5 separate regions of the Mus musculus genome follow, and all the other regions are linked to region 1. Evidence: chromatin contacts called from public HiChIP or PLAC-seq, capture Hi-C and promoter capture Hi-C data. All regions are on one chromosome and are shown on one strand. Each heading gives the region's core, a stretch centred on a gene start, on an enhancer-like site or on the middle of the called end of the contact. The rest is flanking DNA. Distances are from core to core; before and after follow the strand shown. Region 1 holds the start of Cyp1b1 (cytochrome P450, family 1, subfamily b, polypeptide 1). Region 2 holds the start of Qpct (glutaminyl-peptide cyclotransferase (glutaminyl cyclase)). Region 3 overlaps Qpct (glutaminyl-peptide cyclotransferase (glutaminyl cyclase)). Region 4 has its middle 83 kb from the start of Qpct. Region 5 has its middle 130 kb from the start of Qpct.

The links. Promoter capture Hi-C pulls out the DNA fragments that hold promoters and counts their contacts. HiChIP or PLAC-seq counts read pairs in DNA pulled down with a chosen protein or histone mark. Capture Hi-C pulls out chosen DNA fragments and counts their contacts.
Region 2: a capture Hi-C map of macrophages shows a contact between it and region 1, with 8 times the contacts expected there. The contact joins the promoter of Qpct here to the promoter of Cyp1b1 in region 1. A contact is called at or near these places in 5 of 39 promoter capture datasets (cranial neural crest, embryonic stem cells, hippocampal neurons and 2 more), 1 of 484 Hi-C or Micro-C datasets (bone marrow-derived macrophages), 4 of 115 datasets of contacts at active chromatin or transcription factors (astrocytes, bone marrow-derived macrophages, embryonic hindbrain and 1 more) and 2 of 9 other capture datasets (adipose tissue and macrophages).
Region 3: a contact with region 1 is called in a promoter capture Hi-C map of liver, with 4 times the contacts expected there. The contact joins the enhancer-like site here to the promoter of Cyp1b1 in region 1. A contact is called at or near these places in 4 of 39 promoter capture datasets (cranial neural crest, embryonic stem cells, hippocampal neurons and 1 more), 1 of 484 Hi-C or Micro-C datasets (bone marrow-derived macrophages), 4 of 115 datasets of contacts at active chromatin or transcription factors (astrocytes, bone marrow-derived macrophages, embryonic stem cells and 1 more) and 2 of 9 other capture datasets (adipose tissue and liver).
Region 4: an H3K27ac HiChIP or PLAC-seq map of embryonic stem cells shows a contact between it and region 1, with 4 times the contacts expected there. The contact joins the enhancer-like site here to the promoter of Cyp1b1 in region 1. A contact is called at or near these places in 9 of 39 promoter capture datasets (the 3T3-L1 cell line, 3T3-L1-derived adipocytes, cranial neural crest and 4 more), 1 of 484 Hi-C or Micro-C datasets (embryonic stem cells), 2 of 115 datasets of contacts at active chromatin or transcription factors (embryonic stem cells and stem cell-derived neural progenitor cells) and 2 of 9 other capture datasets (embryonic stem cells and liver).
Region 5: a contact with region 1 is called in an HNF4G HiChIP or PLAC-seq map of pancreatic cancer cells. The contact joins the enhancer-like site here to the promoter of Cyp1b1 in region 1. A contact is called at or near these places in 4 of 39 promoter capture datasets (embryonic stem cells, hippocampal neurons and liver), 2 of 115 datasets of contacts at active chromatin or transcription factors (embryonic forebrain and pancreatic cancer cells) and 1 of 9 other capture datasets (adipose tissue).

What each region holds. Positions count from the first base shown.
Region 1 is chr17:79,713,594-79,716,408 of GRCm38.p6, reverse strand. It overlaps Cyp1b1 (cytochrome P450, family 1, subfamily b, polypeptide 1), which reads left to right and starts at 1,348. Exons shown (of 3, transcript NM_009994.2): 1 at 1,348-1,722; 2 at 2,097-2,815. The coding sequence starts at 2,098. RefSeq lists enhancers at 323-351, 464-493, 484-514, 277-545 and promoters at 277-1,475, 1-1,481.
Region 2 is chr17:79,050,555-79,053,369 of GRCm38.p6, reverse strand. It overlaps Qpct (glutaminyl-peptide cyclotransferase (glutaminyl cyclase)), which reads right to left and starts at 1,464. Exons shown (of 7, transcript NM_027455.3): 1 at 982-1,464. The coding sequence starts at 1,104.
Region 3 is chr17:79,067,915-79,070,729 of GRCm38.p6, reverse strand. Qpct (glutaminyl-peptide cyclotransferase (glutaminyl cyclase)) reads right to left here. Exons shown (of 7, transcript NM_027455.3): 3 at 1-57. Among named protein-coding and RNA genes, the nearest start is that of Qpct, 17 kb to the right of the region's middle. Within about 2 kb of position 1,474, at least 78 of the 459 cell types and tissues checked have an H3K27ac peak or open chromatin away from gene starts, as enhancers often do. A contact at or near this core is called in adipose tissue, liver and neural tube, where this site is marked.
Region 4 is chr17:79,133,823-79,136,637 of GRCm38.p6, reverse strand. No RefSeq gene overlaps it. Among named protein-coding and RNA genes, the nearest start is that of Qpct, 83 kb to the right of the region's middle. Within about 2 kb of position 1,372, at least 39 of the 459 cell types and tissues checked have an H3K27ac peak or open chromatin away from gene starts, as enhancers often do. A contact at or near this core is called in embryonic stem cells, where this site is marked.
Region 5 is chr17:79,179,040-79,181,854 of GRCm38.p6, reverse strand. No RefSeq gene overlaps it. Among named protein-coding and RNA genes, the nearest start is that of Qpct, 130 kb to the right of the region's middle. Within about 2 kb of position 1,389, at least 20 of the 459 cell types and tissues checked have an H3K27ac peak or open chromatin away from gene starts, as enhancers often do. A contact at or near this core is called in pancreatic cancer cells, where this site is marked.

The DNA of each region.
Region 1 (2,815 bases), core at 99-2,598:
TGAGACAATAACACAACGCTGGGAACGGGTTATCCAGAGATCACACCAATGACCTGGGGCTACAATTCTTCCTTTATTAGAAGCAGTCTACCTCTTTCTTGGGTTGCCTTTTCCAGAGCCTAACAGAAACCTTGTTCTCTCAGGTGTTTTGCACGATACCTTGCATTGACCATAAACAAGAGCAGTTGCTTCCCAGGCCTTTTGACATCCTTGGCTTTCTCTTTGAAGAAAGCGTCCCCGAAGCTAGTTTGGGAAACAAGCTGAGTGAGTGGGGGTCGACCAGTTGGCTGCGATCGAGCATCCTCAGGGCAGGCCCTGCGGGCGGCAGCTGTGCGTGCGCCGCCAAGGGTGGTGGCGGCAGGCACCCCGCCCTTGGCCGCCGCCTCGGCGTGTCAGGTGTCGTGAGAAACGCGGGAGGGGCGGCCGCGAGCAGCGCCCAGGGAGATGACTGGAGCCGACTTCCCAGAAGCGGCGCACGCAAGGCACAGCTCCGCACGCAAGGGGGAGGCGACAGCAGAAACTTTTCAACCCAACCGTTTGTTGGCGTACAGAGCCGCCTCCTCCTCCCACTCACCGCCCCCTCTCGGGTCTGGCGCTCCAGGACTGTCTCTGGTGCCCAAGCTTGGATCACTGCCTGGGGCGACCTGAGCTGTCACGCGTGTCCAGCAGGTGGCAGAGTTCCTGTCGTTTCAACGCGGGAAGCCTTGCCTTCTGAGAGCTTTGTGTGCAGAAGGATGGTGCACGCCTTGGGGCGGGAGAACTTTAAAGGTTTCCAAATCTCAGAGGTAGAGATCTGTGCACACAAAGGGCCGCGGCCGTGGGGCCAAATGCTTTGTAAAACCTTAAGATAAAGATAAATGCAAGGCAAACCAAGCTGTCCTGATATTAAAATAGCAAGTTTCTTTTCCTGGCTCGGTGCCTAAGGATCATGAGCAAGGCACCAAACTCGAGTCACCTGGAGGAGGAGGGCGTGCTCCTGGTTGAGCTTTGCTCCAGCGCGCAGAGGCGTTGGAAATTCTGTCCCAAGCTCGGTTCTGAGGAAAGCGTGGGGGTCTTGACTGGGGGGTGGGGGGTGGGGAGGATGACTGACGACAAGCCCTTGTCGCCAAAGGAAAACTTTACAAGGCGGATCCTAACAAAGCTGCCAGCTATTGTTTCAGGAGGGTCCCAGCCAGAGGCGCGGATTTCCCACTGGACCACCCTGGGTCACTAAGCACGGATGTGAGACCCAACTCACAGATCTGTGGATTTTCGCAGTGCGTCCCGCCCCTCACGCCCCACCCCCTAAGGTCCCGCTTCCTCCAGTCTCTACCCAGTCCTTAAAACCCCGGAGTAGAGGGATGGCGCATCGCCTCTGGGGTGCGTTGCAGACACCTCTGCGACGCCAGCTTGAAAACTGCCAGCGGGCTGGGATTTAACTCCACTTTATCAACTCCCACCCCCGACCCTTCTCAACTGCAACCCCAACTCCGTGAGAAAGCCCTGACTTTGCGGGGTCCCAGGTGCAAACTTGAGACACTTTTGTCCCTGTCCTCCATCCTAATCTAAGTTTAGGCTCTGATTGAGTCAAGAGTAGGTGCTAAAGCAGCGGGCCTCAGGTGTCTAGGTCTCGGGGTCCCTGGGGACTCTCAGGTTGAAGCCTTGCCAGAATCTGGGCAGAGGCTCCAGAGCTTCTCCCAGATCCCGCTGCTCTACACCGCTGGAAACCACGCTTCATCGCAGGTCAGTCTGTCCGCGGAGCCACTTTCCTGAGGTCTCTTCAGGGCAGTTCTTGAAGGTCAGGGGTGGGGGTATTAGGTACTTTAAAAGAAACCTGCCTCAGTGTCTGCCACCCACCGGCATTGTGTCGGAATTCTGGGAACCGTTAGGCAGCTGGGGATTTGGAAGCCGATAGGTCTCTGCTGGAGGCTGAGTTGGGTAGGAAACATAGTTTTAAGCATCTTGCCCAGAAAGCTAGCCTTTACCTGAATTATGCACTGCCTCCTCTCTACTCAATCCCAGGGTAAAGCCCCATGCTGGGGCCGAGACGCGGGACGGAGGGCACTCTTTTTTTCCTTTGCACACCTGAGTTTCACGGTTTGCCTTTGTGTCCCCAGCATGGCCACCAGCCTTAGTGCAGACAGTCCACAGCAGCTGAGCTCGCTGTCTACCCAGCAGACCACTCTTCTGCTACTCTTCTCCGTCCTGGCCGCCGTGCACTTAGGCCAGTGGCTGCTGCGACAGTGGCAACGGAAACCGTGGTCCTCGCCCCCAGGTCCCTTTCCTTGGCCACTGATCGGAAACGCGGCGGCTGTTGGCCAGGCGTCGCACTTGTACTTCGCTCGCCTTGCAAGGCGCTATGGCGACGTTTTCCAGATCCGTCTGGGCAGCTGTCCCGTGGTGGTGCTGAATGGAGAGAGTGCCATCCACCAGGCCCTGGTGCAGCAGGGCAGCATCTTCGCGGACCGGCCGCCCTTCGCCTCTTTCCGTGTGGTGTCTGGTGGCCGCAGTCTGGCGTTCGGTCACTACTCTGAGCACTGGAAGACGCAGCGACGCTCGGCCTATAGCACGATGCGTGCTTTCTCCACGCGCCACCCGCGCAGTCGCGGTCTTCTCGAGGGCCACGCGCTGGCAGAGGCTCGAGAATTGGTGGCAGTGCTGGTGCGGCGCTGTGCGGGCGGCGCCTTCCTCGATCCAACGCAGCCGGTCATTGTGGCGGTGGCCAACGTCATGAGCGCTGTGTGCTTCGGCTGTCGGTACAACCACGACGATGCGGAGTTCCTAGAGCTGCTCAGCCACAATGAGGAGTTCGGGCGCACAGTGGGTGCGGGCAGCC
Region 2 (2,815 bases), core at 215-2,714, 660 kb after region 1:
TTGACTCATTCTGGAGAGACTGAAGTTGTACGGTGTTGACTTCCCACACCCACTCCAGACTCCCCGTGTAAATGGGGATCTGTTGTGAGTCCTGAAAAGAAGTTGGCTATGCTTGAGCTCACCTGAAGTGGGCCATTCATACACTAGTGCATGAAACTAGCTGGGAATGAGCATGTTGGACGTGCAGAAACGCTAAAAGCACTTAAAGTACTTGTTTAGTAATGTCGCGCGCAAGGTTCTATCCCTAGACTGATGCTTTTCCTAGTTTCTTTAAAGACATGCCATTTTATTCCCAAACCGTCATCGTTTGCACAGCTCGTAGCAATTTCATGATTTCAAAACTGTTGCACAAGAAAAGGAAGTAATTGTGAATCTATTTTCTTCACACAAAGCGACTTGGCAAATCATTTTTATTCTGAATTCCTTAAATGAGATTTCCACAACTGAATTCATTTATCTGAAAACAGCGTGCGTCTCTTTTAAATATTTAACAATATGCTGGCGCTGAGTCCACCAGGAAACTCAATCCCCATGTAGCATCCTTGAATGCTGTAGTTGGGCATCCATGGGGACACCCCTAGACGCGCGGTCTAGGCATCCAGGAGCAAGCGCGGGGAGCGCGGAGCTCGCGGGTCGCGATTGGGCAGTGGCGCCCCCATGTCCCTGTTCTTGCACAGCCAGCGAGACATACTTCCTGTGCCTATCAGCAGCACCACCACCCCCCATCAGAGCGCAGCCAAAGGGAGGCGGGTGACATCACTCAGCCCCCAGGCGACACTAGCGCAGCCCCGAGACCAGCCCTGGCGCCCAGACTTGGGAGAGAGAGCACTGGTTCCCAGGAGTTGGGTGAGGACTTGGTGCCTGAGCAGGGGGACAGCATCCCTGACCCGCCTCCCGCTAGTCCAAGAGAAGGTGGCCGAGTCCCAGGTCCTGGCACCCTCCAACGCCACTCAAGTTCAGAACGCAGCAGTGGCCCCTCACCTTCTCCTGCGTCCAGGCAGCGGAGACCAGACTCAGATTCCCAGCTGTCAGAGACAGGACGGTCGCCTGCAGTAGCAGCAGGTGGAGAGTGCCCACGACGAGCTTGTCTTCGCTGCCTGCCATCTCTGCAAGAGTGTGTGGGCGTGGATTCCCGGGGCCGCCAGCGGTCACGAGCCCGGGAACGCGCGCCGGTCGCCCTGCCTTCTCCCTTCTCCACCCCTGGATTGATTGTGTCTGCCTCCCAGTCGCCTCCTGTGGCCTCCCGCTGTGCAGCGCAAGCACAAACCAGCAGTCCTCTCCCAGAAGCCTGGAAGCCAGGGGACTGAGCTTCCCTGGGTGACAGGAGCTTTGGAATCCAAGGGACAAAGAAAACACTTCCTTATTTTAGAAAGGATGGAGGGAAAAAAGGAAGGGAGGGAGGGAGGGAGAGAGAGGGAGGAAAGAAGGAAGGAAGGAAGGAAGGAAGGAAGGAAGGAAGGAAGGAAGGAAGGAAGGAAGGAAGGAAGGAAGGAAGGAAGGAAGGAAGGACAAGGAAAAGCCTTCCTGTAGTCCATAGATACGAAAAGAGTTTACCAGGCCCTGGGGGCTATAAGTGGTTTTCTGCACCTATTCACCATGACACTCAGACAAAATCAATATTTGTGCAATGCTCTGTACAAGGCACCGTCCCAGGTTCTAGGTGGTCTGAGACCTAGAGGAAGGGGGCGCTGGACTGGAAGGTTCTGGGAAAAGTGTTCGCTCTAGAACAGTGGTTCTCAGCCTCCCTAATGCTCAGACCCTTTAATACAATTCCTCATGTTGTGGTGATCCTCAACCATACAATTATTTTCGTTGCTACTTCATAATTGCAGTTTTTACTACTGCTATGAATTGTAATGTGACTATCTGATATGCAGGCTATCTATCTGATCTGTGACCCCTGCGAGAGGGTTGTTAGATCCGCAGGTTGAGAACCGCCACTCTAGAAGCTACCATTTTTATCTTGTGTCCCTTTTCTCGAAAATAGTTATCTTTCCTTTAAGAGACAGCCCACTGTATGCCCAAACTGACAGGTAAGGTTGAAATAATTACTGAAATATGTGAGATTTAAAATATTACAGTTGTCCCAAAAGTAATTATTTCTTATGACTGTCTCTAAAAGGAAAAGCCCAAGTAAAATTTTAGGGAGTCCTCTTCTTCCACCAGCCTTTTCACTGGGCAGTCAACCAACCACAAATCAAAAGCAACGGGGTTTGTATCAGTGCTGTACACGAACATCCACACCCACACACCATATTCTTTAAAGAATGTAATACTTATTGCATGTCATCAAACATTATAAGCAAATTAGGAATGATTTAAAGTCTATGGGAAGATGTTCATTTTATATGTAAATTTATGGCATTTCTATATAAGGGATACAGTGCATGTCCTTGGATTATGATATGGAGAGGGTAATACTAAAAACCATCTCCTGCAGGCAACCCTAGGGGCTAGGTTTTTTGGTTTTTGGAGTTTTGTGGGGTTTTTTTTTGCATCATAAATCATTATTATCTAGATAATCCCATCTTACAAATAAAAACAAGCAAATAAGCTGACTAGATCTGGGTCTCATGTAAAGCACATGTGTATAGTCCTCAGGACTGCAGGAGAAGTGGGGGGTGGGGGGCAATCAGAGCTGACAGGGTAGTTCAGTGGTAGGGTACTTTAAACCTCGGTTTCAATTCTCAGCACTGCAGAAAAGAAAAACCGGGGAAAGGGTATATTTAGTTCATAGGTTTCTGGCCTAAATTGTGAAAGTGGTTTCTTCTTCCACAGTGAGGATATGAGTTTCTTCTGCCCCAAGTCAGCTCCC
Region 3 (2,815 bases), core at 225-2,724, 650 kb after region 1:
GGTGTCAACTTCCACGACCCACTCAGCCTGAAGTCTCTGAATTCGTTGCATGATGTGCTGAGCAAAAAACAAATAAACAAACAAACAAACAAAAAATGGTTTTCATTGGTTAGCTGTGTCTCTACATCTCGAATGTGATGCCTTCTTTTGCTGCTGTTGGAACAACATTCAGGCCAGGCTGGACTGAAAAATGGCGGCATGATCAGGCCCCAGGCTAGCACAGAATTTATGGTAATCCTCCTTCCTCCTCATTCCAAGCACTAGGATTAACGGCAGACATGCCTTGCATGTTTACTGATAGTAATAACGTTACTACTAGTTGTTATTTTTAGTTAGTAGCAGCTTCTCGTTGAAAGGAGAGACTAGTCTCCCCCAGTCCTAACCTTTCGCCTACTTATTCATCCCGTTCAGTTGTCAATATTTACCAACACTAGCAACCTGATGGGGATCTTTCTACAGACTTCTCTTTGATTGTGCAAACCTCACCAGCATACAAGCGCGTATATTTGAAAGAGGAGTGTGTTCTTTTGCAGGGAAAGCAGCCTACTTTACTTAACAATCTGTCATGGGCACATCTACAGCTCAGGGAGCAAGTTCAGCTCAGCGCCCCTAAAGACTACTTCTAACATTTGTAACAAGCCGGGGTGCTCTCTTTGAGAAAGTAAGCATAGCAGATCTGTAAACCTCCACTCCAAGCTTTCGAAGAATCACAAATGGCAGCTGTGGGCGTATGTGCACGTGTGCCAAGTGCACAGAATGCTCTCCAAGCCCTGAAATGCTTCCAGAGTAGTAGGGGAAACATATGAGCACCCACCTACTGAGGGCTGTAGGGAAAGTCCCCATAGCAACGGATAGATGGGTATACGGTCAGACCCTACCCACAGTAAGAATCAATAAGCAACTCTCATCCCAGCTTTCATTTTGTATCCAAGGTAGGTCCAGATCTGAAGCTCAGAGAAATCTCTCAGCACTGCCTCATGGACACATTGGACCTTCTAGGCAGCATGGGGACAGTAGCAGGAATCGGGAAGAAAGGCCCACCATGACAGAGACTGACAGTGTCTTCCTTAGGGATGTAAAATGTGTGACCTGAGAAGTTTGGAATGAGCTTGACACTGTCTCACTCTGCTCTTTTTTTCCTGTCCTTATTTTTCCTTGGACTTGTTCCTCACTCCATTTCTTTGTTTCCCTCCAGTGTTGTTTCCATCTTTGTAAGGTGCCTTATTAAAACACATTCCTAAACCTCAGATCACAAATGAGCCATTAGAATCACTGACAGTTTGTCCCACCATTAACATCTAGACAGGAGGGACCTTGAGATAAATGAGCAAATAACTCACAATAGCTGGAAACAAATGGGAGGGTTTTGTTCCTCCCAAAGAAATACAGGATTTTCTATTCTGGCCAAGTCTTGTGTGGCCTACAGCCTGCTGATGTAACATGACACACAGGCCCAGAGAGCTTTGCACAAATTCCAGCAGGAGGCTTCCAAGGAGAGGGGAAACTTACACAGAGTGGGTGGAGGCTCTGCGGCACACCATCGACCCTGAGAAAGCCAAATAGACAGATCCCTTTGTTGTGTGTGGCTGGTAGACTTTAACCCAGACAGCGCTCTGCATCCCTTACCTTGCTTTACAGCTGCTACTCTACAGACATGCTCTTTTTCTATTCATCAAAAGAAACGCTTAGAGCCTTTCCACAACCAGCTCCCTTATTTTGTTATTCCCCACAAGTCCTATACTGTGCTTTTGTTCACAGTGTTCTACCGCAGGGAACTTGAATTGACTGTAGCAGAAAATGGGAGTTAATGTGATGAGGATACATAAAATCACATGACACAGATCGTTCATTGTTTCACTATCGAGGGAGATCGCTGTGCATCTACGACGAGGTTTTCTAAAGAAGATAAAAAAATGAGTTATCCCTAGACTTTGTTTAACTCCAGCACATCTGGAGTCCAGATGATAAACTGCTCCATAAAATGGCTTCTTACCACCGATGGTAGCCAGGGAGATGCACTGAGATTTTAAAGGATCTGTTGAAGGTTATCTGCTAGCATTGTGCAGAAGTTTCACCCAGAACCTCATTCCTCAACTCAATTCCCCCACCCTGGGCAATGACTCCTAACATTCCTATGTATACTGACTTCCACGAAAGATATCACCAAGAGCCCCAAACAGCTGTCTCTGAAGTAACCTTTTTGTATACAAAATAAATATTTTCATTTATCTTAGTAACCAGGATGAAATTAGGACACCAGTACTCAGTGGTGTCTTGAGCTTTCAGATTTATTTAGGCTCCATGTCTCCACCAGAAGGCTCTGAAGGAGATTTCCCAAACCACTGCTTTTTATCACAATATTCCTAAAGTCTAAGCAGCAGTTCACGCTTGACTCCGAGGGATCAAAGGTTGGGCCTCCAGGCGTGATGAGGGGTCAGGCTAGAGAGACTACCATTTGGCATTCTGATTCTGGGTGAGGCAGTAGAGGAAGCTATTCTGGGGTAACGTTAGTACTTGGTCCTAGGTGTGATGGGGTTATGCGTAAATTCTAATTTTGGGTATCTGAGAAATGGTGCTGTCAGCCGCAGATCAGGATTGCTCTGGGGAAGTAGACTCTCCAGTGTGTGCAACTAAATCTGCAAATGCACTGTTGTGAGGGTCCTGGCCCTGCCACTTTTTCCAGTTAACTCTTTTCTAGACTATCTCTACACAAGGCTCTGGGGATCCAAGCTGACCATACTCCACACAGGGTTCTCCATTGGTAACTGTACACCAACAATAACAATACCTACATACCTTTCACAGAAATTCAGTT
Region 4 (2,815 bases), core at 123-2,622, 580 kb after region 1:
CTCTGGCAATGCTCTGTACATGTGTGCCAAAGTGCCACTGTCCTCATGAGGAGGAAGCAGCTGTACCTTCTCCTGCCAGATGGCCAGGGCAAAGTCCAAACTAAGAAAGCATCCATGACTTAGGGCACGCATCCCGGTGCCCTGACTGGAGTCTAGAGGACATTCATGAGAAAGGACACCTGGTAGGTAATAATTGCCAGCTGGAATCTTTTATTTCTCTTTTAATATTGACCTAGTACCAGTGTGCCTGGTCCCAAACCCACAGTAGGATATTGTGCCCTCCTGCTTGACAGCAAATGCATTCAAACCACACCTACACTTTAAAAAGTGAAATAAAAGGTTTTTCTTAAATTTATACTCCCATCAAGTTGTTTTTACTTTCCTTTACTACCAGATTTTAAAACTTTTTTTGCTCTGTCTCTGAATAAATTAAAGCTAAGGTTCACTTAAGTCATTATCCCAGGGATGGCATTTACAAAAGTTAACAACTGAAATATCATTAACCCAGATGGAATATGCACGGCCCGGAGTGGCAGCATCCAGGCAGAGGCAGTGAGGCTGTGCACGGGGCTCCAGTGAACATCGGTCCCTCGCCAGCTCTCCAGGGTTGATCAGTGAGGCATCCAGTCTAAGCCCAGGACATGAGTCAGAGCTTCCTGTTTCCCTGTTGCCTTACAGTTCTTGCCCCAAGTCTTCAACCCCTTGTTCTGGCTTAGAAAACCTAAGACAAGTCATCCTTACCCCCATGCTCCTGGCTTCCGCTGAAATCCAGGCTCCACCTCTCCCCTAAGAAATCTCAGACCACTCAACTACAGGGAGCTGTTGAAGCATATGTTCTAAAAAGATACATTGAAGACCTGACCCATGGACTTCCAAATGTAGCTCTGTCAGTAGGACAGTCGCATGTAACATAATGATGAGGCTATACTGTAATAGAAATAATTCTAATAGAAATGGTTCCTTCTAAGAAAAGAGAAACTGGGGTACACACATAATATGGTTCCAGAACAGAAGCAGGGACTAGTGCACAGCTCTAAGACCCAGAAAGCATGGGCTGCCAGAGCAGCGAGAGGAAAGAGAAGGCCTCCAACTCTTTAGCATTCAGAGGAAACAAGGCTCTGCCCAACCTTATAGTTGAGACTTTCAGCCTCCAGGCCTGCAAATGAACAGAATTCATTTGGATATCTCAGTTAATTTGCAAAACCCTTTACAATTGAATAAGAAAAGCAAGGCCTCTCTTCTTTCTTTCACAACTAGCTTCCTCCAGCTTCTAATGGTCCTTTGTTTTGCCCTCACAGAATCTCAGACTCTCAACCTAAAACACACCTCTTTTGTATTTTGAGATGCAAGTTAGACCTTGGGATGGGTGTAATGAGAAACATTCCCAAGGCATTTGAACACATGGTCCCCAGTTGGTGGTACTCTTCAGGGAGGCAGAGCCTTACTGAAGGAAGTCCAGGCATGTCACTAGACATGGCTTGGGGAGCTTACAGCCTCACCCCGTCTTCCTGTTCACTCTGTCTTCTACATGTGGGTGAAAATGTTGAAGCTAATTTCCCTGGTCCATCTGCCTGCTGCCATGCCTCCACTGACCTGATTGGTCCCCTTCCTGAATCATATGTAAAAAAAAAAAAAAAAAAAAAAAACTCTTCCTCCCATAATTCACTTTTGACTATGTTTCATCACAGCAACAAAAAGTAACTGGTACAGAGCTAAAAGGGAAAGCCTGGTTTTGTTTTGTTTTGTTTTGTTTAATTACAATGTAACACATTTGACAGCCCCATGTGATCCTCTTAGAAATGCATTGCACCATTCTTTAGAATACTTTACTTGAGGGAACAAGTCATAACAAGCCAAATGCTGTAATTCTTCTGTAGACATTCAACACTAATGTTTCTGGAGACATTTAGCTTTCTCTGACTTTTGTACATATTTCATTCAGCTATGCAACTGCATCATTTAGATGTATCCTAGACATAATTTTATAAAATTAAAAAAATTTTTTATCTAGTGGATGTATGTGAGTGGGTGGGTAAAAGTGGTATGTAATCTATAGATAATTACTACTAAAGGTTAGTTTGTACACTTATTCACAGCATGAGAGGTCTGAAAGTTTAATCTGCACATATAACCTATTCCAGTGATCTCGTTATTCCCACCAGGTGACAATAAGACCACTACCACAATTGATGAGCCAAATTTGAAGCAAGCTTCGTTAAGTACTGCCCAGGATGATGGACAGTTGGCCAGGTTCATACCCAGGATTCCCAGAGAATTATCACAAATTACAGTCTGGTGCTTATAAAGGCAAAACCCACAAGGCTATGTACTTCCCACTTTCGTCCAACCAGGGGCAAGCACACATCCTGACATACTTCCTGCCTACATACTACATGCATGATCTGTAAGACTCTAGTAAGCCTTTGCTTACGGGGACCCCATAATTGAACAACACGGAACCGTTGCAAAAAGCAAGAGAAATTTATTGTTCCAACACATTGGGATTGCCCTGCGCATGGAGAAAGAGAATGACCAGCTCGTCTGGGAAGCCTTTCTACAGTTCTCAAGGCAGCAGCCATTAGGCACAATGTGATTGGCAGAACAGCGTGACTTTTAAGCTGATTGGTGTTTAGGGAATGAGGTAGGTCAGGAAATGTGGCTGCGAGTTCCGTTCCGGGCCTCCCCTACCCTCCTGGGTCCCTCCTCCCTGTGGTCTGAGGAATGTAATGAGCCCCTCCGTTCCCCAACCCTCCTCAGTCCCTCCTCCCTGAGGTCTGAGGAATGTAATTAGCCCCTCCCTTCTGGAGGGGAGGAG
Region 5 (2,815 bases), core at 140-2,639, 530 kb after region 1:
TCATCCACCAAACGCAGACACTTTTGCATACGCCAGCAAGATTTTGCTGGCAGGACCCTGATATAGCTGTCTCTTGTGAGGCTATGCCAGTGCCTGGCAAACACAGAAGTGGATGCTCACAGTCATCTATTGGATGGGACACAGGGCCCCCAATAGAGGAGCTAGAGAAAGTACCCAAGGAGCTAAAGGGATCTGCAACCCTATAGGTGGAACAACAATATGAACTAACCAGTACCCCCCAGAACTCGTGTCTCTAGCTGCATATGTAGCAGAAGATGACCTATTCAGCCATCATTGGGAAGAGAGGCCCCTTGGTCTTGCAAACTTTATATGCCCCAGTACAGGGGAAACACCAGGGCCAAGAAATGGGAGTGGGTGGGTAGGGGAGTGGGAGGGGAGGGTATAAGGGACTTTCAGGATAGCATTTGAAATGTAAATGAAGTAAATACCTAATAAAAAAAATTGGGAAAAAGAAAAAGGAATCATGTCTCCAAATATTAAGGTGGAGCATGATCAAGGAAAACACCTGGTGTGGTCTTTCTCCTCCATGTGTATACATACACACAAACGCAACACACAGACACACACACACACACACACACACTTCCCACCCTTTGCCATGCCACAGTCAGAAAGCAAAGTCTGTACTACCGAATGGCTAGTTATCCCAAACTCAATTCCGGCCAATACAATCAAAGTCTATATCACATAAGCGGTTGTCTCTGTATAGTGTGCCGAAATGCAATATTACACTGAAAGTAACCCAAAGGGCCAGATACTGTTTGGACTTCAGGATCATGTTTCTAGAATGATGGGAACATAAGTGGATCCCAACCCCCAAATACATACCATGGTCTACACACTATAAAAAATTTATTAGGTGAGCCCACTTTAGGGTAGTGCTACATTCTTGAGCTGGCAGTGATCTTGATTTCCATCAGGAACAAGCTGACTTAAAATACAGTCCTTGAAAGGATTTACCCCAGACCCCCAGGAAAAAGAGCTTGTTGGCTGCCAAGCCATTTCAGGAGAGAATTCAGTTGCTCTGGAAACAGGTCTTGACAATGGCTGTGTGTGCCAAAGGGCTGAGCTTGCAGAGGGCACTGGGTTCCCGCCTCTTGAGTGATCTTAGGGCTTTGCTCTCCAAACAGATGACTTCATTCTGACAACAATGTTTATTTTCTGAGGAGCTGCCAGTTCATGCACATTATAAAATAAATTCTCTCATTGACATTGGAGGGACAGGAAATACAAACACAGCCTTTATTAAAAGTATGTGAATTGGAAAAGGTAAGCTGGAAAAGAAACAAGGTTTCTCCCAAAAAAAGAACGGTGGTAACTATGGAAACTAACTACCCAATCAGCAACTATTTCATCAGCTTCCATATTAATTAAGTGTGTATAGCTACACACAACTCCTTTATTGTAGGGAATCTTACCTCAGCTTGAATAAGGTGTTTTGAAGATTAGGCTCCAATAATGTCCACATTTTTCTCTTTAATTCCTGTAAATCTAGCTCCACTAAAGGAAGAAGAGACACTGGTCCTTACCAAAGGCTCATGGTGTTTTTAACCCATGTCCCCATCCCACAAGAGATACCAAGGGCATTGGGAGTAGGTAAGGAAGTGTTGTGGATGGGCTTGGTGCTGTTTGTATGCTAATTCCACTCTCCTGGGTGGGGTCGTGGACAAGGAGTGAGTTACACATACTCAGATGACTTCTTGTAAACCAATTCCCTAATAAATAAAAGAGCCAACCACTGGGCAAGTAGAAGGGACTTCCAGGTTGGAGAGAAGAAGAGAGGAAGCAGGAGAGAGTTAGGTCTTTTTGGACGGGGATAGTATGAGCACAAGATGTAGCTAGAGTTTCCCTGTTATCATGGCAGATCCAGCAGGATTCGCTTCCGGAGGAATCAGATTGAATAGGGTTTACAAGATAAGGTTTTAGTTGTTGTGCCCAGAGATTGAGTTGCCATTGTTTCTGAACTAAGTCTATATGGTGTTTTCCTTCACATGGTGGTTCAACTGAGTTCAAGAGAGAAAGGTAGGGTGACAAAGTGTTGGTTTGTCAGATGTGCACCACCAGGGCTGTGGGGGATTTGAAGCATGGGGTTAGCATGGTAGCAACCCACCAGTGGGAACCTAGTGAGCTGGGTGGAGAGATTGTGGAGTTCTGAGTCAGTCTCCATGAGATAAAAACAGGTTGGCCATTGCCCGCCAGTGCATGGCTGGCCAGGCCGCAGGGGCAGAGAGTTGTTGGCACAGCACAGACATGTGCCAGTTCTCTTTTTTTTTAAGTATTTCCCGCAACAAGGAAGAGTCTTGTATAGCTTCCCTCTCCTTTCCGAGCAACCAGAGGCACAATAGATGGCTTCTTCTCCTCAGTGATGTTTGGCCTCACACCCAGCTGTAAATACATATGAAAAATGTAGAGAAGATGATCCTGTACATCATTAACTCTAAACACATGCGCTCCTTTGGATGACTTCCTTTACATCAGACAACTTCACGCATCTCCTGTGAATGTCCAGACAGCTTATGTCCGGTCTTTCCTTGGCTCTTATGCATACTACCCCTCCCTCTTCCCTTTCTTCTCCTCTCCCTCCTTCTCGTCCTCCTACGCCCTCAACCTCTTCCTCCCTCGCAATAATATCACAATGATGAAGGTCACTTTTAACTCACAGATTTGACCCATGGATTTGTTGACCTCTACTCTACATTATGTCACAGGGGTTCTGACACCTCACGCTTAAAGGATGTAGGCCACCACATGCCGTCCAAGCTTCAGTCAAGCACTAACGAACATTCAGGGTCAC